2 separate regions of the Bicyclus anynana genome follow, and region 2 is linked to region 1. Evidence: chromatin contacts called from public Hi-C data. All regions are on one chromosome and are shown on one strand. The core of a region is the stretch at or near the end of the contact, and the rest is flanking DNA. Distances in the headings are between cores, read along the strand shown.

Region 1 (3,084 bases), core at 344-2,843:
TCTACTCTTAAAATAGATCCTACGTTTACAATCACTTTTACGTCACTAATTCAGTTACACTGAAAAATACCTGTCCTAACTTTAATAAAGCTGGTCCATTTACACAGTCAATGTTAACATCACATAAAATCATACATTATGTAACAAAATTAAGGCTTACATCAATAATAATGTAATTAGTCACAATATATATCTACTATATATTCAATACCATAAATATATGAATAAATTAATACACCTTTACAAGCAAATAAAGATTTTAATACTTGCTGGCTTTATTGTTTAAAGTCAAAACACTTGAATTGTGTTATTTTTCTGATCAACCGAAGATAATCTCGTCCTACTGTAATAATTTCTCGTCTTAACGCAACAACCCGCAAACATAGTCTCACTACATACGGTGTTCGTCACAGCTACAAAAAATATTAATTAAATAAAGGTACTCCGATCATATTATACAATAAATAACACCGTAACTTACGAGTTACAAATCACAGTTAAATCGCGAACTGCCATAACTAAACCGCCGGAGTGAGAGGAAAGCCAAAACAAACCCCGGCAACCTAACTAAACCCTTAAAGTAAACGCAGTCTTAAACATTCATAGTAAGCATACCAGTATCAACTATCAAGCTCTCGGTTCCCACACATGCATTATGCGAACCAAATGACTATTCTAACACAAAAATGTTCCGTCATATCTTAAGTCCGTTCACACTCATTGTACTCAACTGGTGTTGTCCGCCGGTACATATCACAGATGGTGTGTCTCCTCCGCCGCGGGCCGCGCTCGTCACAGGTAGGGCATGCAGGCGCCGCAACGCGAGCGTCGCTCGGGGGAGCCCGCTCGCGCCCTGTACACAAGCAGGCCCGGTTAACTCACGAGGTCCGCTCGCTGTTGCGCGACTCCGAGCGGCCGAACGCTCGCCGCAACTTCTCGACCAACCTGCTGTGGAACTTCTCAGTTTCCTTGGCGCTGGGTGGACTAGCCGAGCCCTTCAGGTTTTCGTACTGTCGCAAGGAGACGCGGCTGGGCGGCGCGCGGCAGTACGACAGCGAACGCATGGCTGGAGCGCTGCGATGCGGGCTCAACGCGGCGCTGCGTGGAGACAACACGGGCCCCTCGGAGCGAGACTCGGACACCTTTCGCACCCGGCCGCCGATCCCCGCCTTGTCCGCCGACTCCGAAGTCCGCCGCGATCGCTGCGAGTTGTAAATGTCCCAATCGTTCTTCACTACTGGCATCATGAACGCCATCTCGGCGGCGGTGACGGTGACTCTTGCGTTTTAACGTTTTTGGTGAGAAATAGCTGTCGCCGGTAAAAGTATAGCACTCGCTTCGCACTCTTGCAGAACTTATACGCCGATCGATACCCGTAAATAGATAGTAGTTTACGCTAAATTTAGTATTGTTGCAATAAATGCAGAGGAGGTGAAAATAGGATTTTTCTTTATAATGTTGTTTTAAATGTGCATAAATAATGTGTTTAAGAAGGAAACACAAGCTTTCACTTCAATGTCACTCGCGAAAAAACCTTTAAAGGCGGATGTTCACTTTAAGACGAATTGCAGTAGAATGAAGTATTCGTGAAAACACACCCTGAATATATAAGGAAAATAACAGCGCCACTGTCGCGTCGGGCGGTGTTGGAAACTTTGTGGACTGAGTTTTCTTTTGTCAAATAATATAGATAGGTATGTAACTAACGAATAGGGAACAAATAAATACACTATGATGCATGTGTGATATAATTATAATTTATAATCATGCTATTCTAGCGTAAAATACAGAAAACAACTATTGGCATTATCTACTTAACGCTAGATGGCAGGACAGTTACTACTCGACAATAGATGGCGCATAAATATTATAACATTTTATACATTTTCTGAAAATATATTTTCAATAATCTCTGATAGAAATCCTTTTTTGTAATGTCAACACAATTTAAATTTAAAAAGACTTTAGTTTACGTAGCCCGCTTTCATCATCAGTTACCTAGAGTTACACTTTACTCGACAAGTTACATCCTACTTATCTACCTCTTTCTAGAAAGTTCTACATGCTCGTCTTTTGCAACATTGTCGCTTTGCTGTATTTTTATGGATAAAAGCATGTTTTCTTAAGAAAAAAAAAGGGTTGAAAATCCTAATAAAATGTACAGTCTTCTATTGAAAGTAAGTAATGAAGTATCACTTTAGTTTTAAGAAGGAGCCTCAAGAACGCCGCCAGCCAGACATAGAACCTTTTCTACGTTAGGCTGTATAGGTATGACATGTGCGTGTACCTACCTATTTTTTAACGCATGGTGGACAGACTACAGTTCGTTTCATGTAGGATGGTGCGGGTGACACTTAAAAGTTCGTTTCATTCTTGAAAGTTTGCCGCGATTCACGTTAATAGTATTACACGTATTATATACGTCATACCGGTGACTGTCACCGTACCCATGCTCTCTGAAAAACACTTTACACACATAAGCCATACTCGATGTGCACTTAAAAATGAGGGTATAAATCGCTAGTAATTTCACACCTAAAATAATAATTAATAATCATAATTACTTATTCCTAAATAAATGAAGATAAATTTAATCATTAAGTTTAGAGTAGTTACCTATAGTTAATATATTTTGGATAACATTTTATAAAAAAAAAAATAACAATAGGTACCCACATAATTTCAAATAAATAAGTTATTAAATGACATACGTTTTCGTAGCTTCATTTCTAATTTATATGTTGGTAAACAGTGCGCATCAAGTAAAGCTTTATAAGTTCCTCATAATATGATCAAAATCTCATATTAGTTGGAGGTGCATGTCCCGATCTCTGGTAGTGGCCGTTATTTGACATTATCACTATTCCCACCAGCCCGTATAGGAGCAGCATGGTGGATCTAAGCTCCATATCCCCTCTCATGAGAGGCCTGCCTGTAGTGAGCCGAGGTTGATAACTCAGACTAATTATTTGGTAGATATAATTCCTATAAATGAATTACCAATTCAAACAACATTCATATAGTTTTAACGTTTATTTTAAAAAGAATAAAAAAGACAAACATACAAAACATTTAGGCTTCTTT
Region 2 (3,084 bases), core at 250-2,749, 47 kb before region 1:
CAAAATGAAAATGTTTCAGCCTTCAGAAATGTAATAATTTATAAGATCCTACGTTTCTTATACATGCTTTATCGAACATAAATAAAGTTAGTTGCGTTTTATTTTTCAATGCCTACTTATGCAATATGTATTTTATTGATGTAAAGTTTCTTACATTTTAGAAAATTTTAGATGTTAACTGGTTATATTCGTACTTGTAAATATATTATAATTATAAATGGGTTATTAACTGATATAAACCATAACAATATTCAGTAACCTTAACCCACCCATTATGATAACGAGCAACACTCGTGACTGTGAACTCTTTACCCCGTAGGAATTCATGGCCAAGATTCGGGATAAACAAGACCGGCGCCGAGTGCCAAGTTTTGCAGTTACCGCGTTGTTTGACGTCACACGTTTTAACTAATATTAGATATTTAGTAGAATATGTGCAGATGTTTAATAACGTCTCGATTGACATGAGGTAGGTAAGTAATTTAGAACAAAACTTATTACGTACCTAGGTTAGTACCAGTATCTACCTAAATCAATACAATCTAAGAGTAGGTAAGTACCTACTCACGTGCTTATAAAAAAATATACAATACACAGTTATTATTGTCGGTCTGTCTGTCTGTTTGTCCGGGCTAATCTCTGGGACGGCTGAACCGATTTTAATAGAATTTAACTCCGTAGATAATGAACTCAAGTTTTCATCTAAATTATACTATTGCATAGGTATATCTAATACAGATAGAATTAACGTAAAACAAGTAGGTACCTAGTATAGGTTGATAGGTATAGTAACCTAACTATTAAAGAGGATGATAGTAGACAAATTAAATACCTATCTTAATTTTGGCATAGACATTTATGTCGCCGCGACGATTAGAAATATTTGCTCTGTTTCAGTTTATGTTGTTTTGAAATTTTTCAACCTAATTTGTAGAATTTCAGAATTTTTTTATGTACCTACCTAGTCATAATAATAGTCATAGTAATCATAATTTTAAATGTGGAAAGTACACAACCTATTTACCTACTATATTAATTTATTTATGTAAAACCTCAGCTTAGGAAACAAAATAGTCTGAGTGAACATAATCTAATCATCATCATCTATTGTTGCGTCATGTAATGCAACTCTAGACGAACAGTGTAGGCAAGTACATTATTTACAATGGAATTCATAGACGTTGTAGGGGCACCCCCAGGATAGATACAGAGTGAAACATAATCATTTCTTTCAATTGTATTCGACGTTAGAATGGATACATTTTTAAATCGATAAAATCTACACTCGAAAAATTATAATATCCAACATAGATCATAGTAATTAAAGTCACCCGTAAATCCAGTTTTGCCAACAAAAACAGGAAATGGTTACGTTGGCACTAACGAAAATACCAACATTAAAAATAAAAATTTCTTCCGTTCACCACGTCATCGGAGGCAGATTCCTGACGTTAATTTTACCGCGTCCCTCCGACGCCTCTGACGACACTATGTCGCGAATTTTTCCGACGCGGTCACACACACATAGGGTAGCCAGGTCGCCAAATCTAATAGCAGGACAGATCAGCAAGTGTGTCCAGCATTTGACTAAAAAGGTCGAACACCCTACGCGAACGCCTAGAGATTCGCCATTCGACGATAGATGGGGAGATCGCGACAATATTTCTCGGAGGCTTGATGACTGGCGGAAAATTATTTCTTTTGACACTGTTAATTTATGTTTATTAAATTAAACCTTATTTTCTTCAACAGCTCATTTGTTATTATCTTTGAGGAGGTGGGGGAGGGAGGGATTTAATTACTTAGCTAAGTTAGTGGTACCAAAAATGGTAAAATCCCTGCCCTACAATATCGAGGATTACTATAGTCTAAGTATTACTAGATACGACAAAAAAGTGTAAACTCAAGCTTCTTGTATTATGAAACACAAATTTAAATTTATAAATCGAACGCCAATTCAACAAGTCTAACTCAAACAAAGTCATCAAGCAAAATGAAATTGTAAAAATCCTAACAAAAAACAAACGAGCCGGACACCGTTTATTGTGCCCGGACACGCAATCTAAAATCCCAACAATATCCGGCTTTATCCAGACGCCTGGTAACGCTACACATACGTAAGTTGTTAAACATAACAGTCGTCAATCGCTCTTAATAAAACTGACGTTTTGATAACCTAAAATTATGTCGCAGTTGCCTTGTTGGTGTTGTTGGTTTTGGGTTATTTTTCGTTCTATAAAAAAATTCCTGATAGATAAAGATACCTATTTTAACACGGAAGGCAGCAGCACCGATTCCCAACGGGTTACCTTTTAAAAATCCATTATTGTGACTATGGATGTATGACAAACCGAAGTTTGTATCAAGCGGCATGAATTTCCTTTTCTGTGGGACGGCTTACCTTCGTCAAAATTCCATCCTTCGCCACTGGGAGACACTGGTGTTTATTACCTCGTGTTGGAGATCACGTTAATCCATCGGTACTGGTCATCATTCATCAGTAACATCTGATTAAACGTAGATCCTAACCTCGTCAACTATAGCATTGGTATAGCATGGTTTTGTTTCATAATTATCAACCCATATTCGGCTCACTGCTGAGCTCAAGTCTCCTCTCAGAAGGAGAGGGATTAGGCCAATAGTCCACCACGCTGGCCCAATGCTGATTGGCAGACTTTACACATGCAGAGAATTTGGAAAATTCTCAAATATGTATGTAGGTTTCATCACGATGTTTTTCCTTCACCATTTAAATTCACGTGATATTTAATTTCTTAAAATGCACACAACTGAAAAGTTTGATGTGCATGCCCCGGACCGGATTCGAACCCACACTCTCCGAAATCAGAGGCAGAGGTCTACTGAGCTATCACGGTAGCAGCAGTAAATTAGTATGGAATATTGAAGTAAAGAAGAAAGAAAGAAAACACACTCTATAATTGTACACCACAAAGAACATATTACAAAACAATAGATACAAAAAATGTACAAAATGCACAATATTGAAGTGTGAATTTATTACTAGAAAACTCACTCACAAGGGAATTTTTCTGCACCTAAGTGGAAAAGTTTGCAAGTACCCAC

Evidence for each region. A called contact is a pair of places that touch in the nucleus more often than the background predicts.
Region 2: a contact with region 1 is called in a Hi-C map of whole body, with 9 times the contacts expected there. The contact joins the enhancer-like site here to the promoter of LOC112048164 in region 1. A contact is called at or near these places in 2 of 2 Hi-C or Micro-C datasets (whole body and whole larva).

What each region holds. Positions count from the first base shown.
Region 1 is chr16:10,294,623-10,297,706 of ilBicAnyn1.1, reverse strand. LOC112048164 reads right to left here and starts at 1,593. Exons shown (of 2, transcript XM_024085576.2): 1 at 946-1,593; 2 at 1-853. The coding sequence starts at 1,256. The coding sequence ends at 793. It overlaps LOC112048166 (gamma-tubulin complex component 6), which reads right to left. Exons shown (of 16, transcript XM_024085579.2): 16 at 3,019-3,084.
Region 2 is chr16:10,342,011-10,345,094 of ilBicAnyn1.1, reverse strand. No RefSeq gene overlaps it. Among protein-coding and RNA genes, the nearest start is that of LOC112056637, 18 kb to the left of the region's middle. Within about 2 kb of position 1,499, at least 2 of the 8 cell types and tissues checked have open chromatin away from gene starts, as enhancers often do.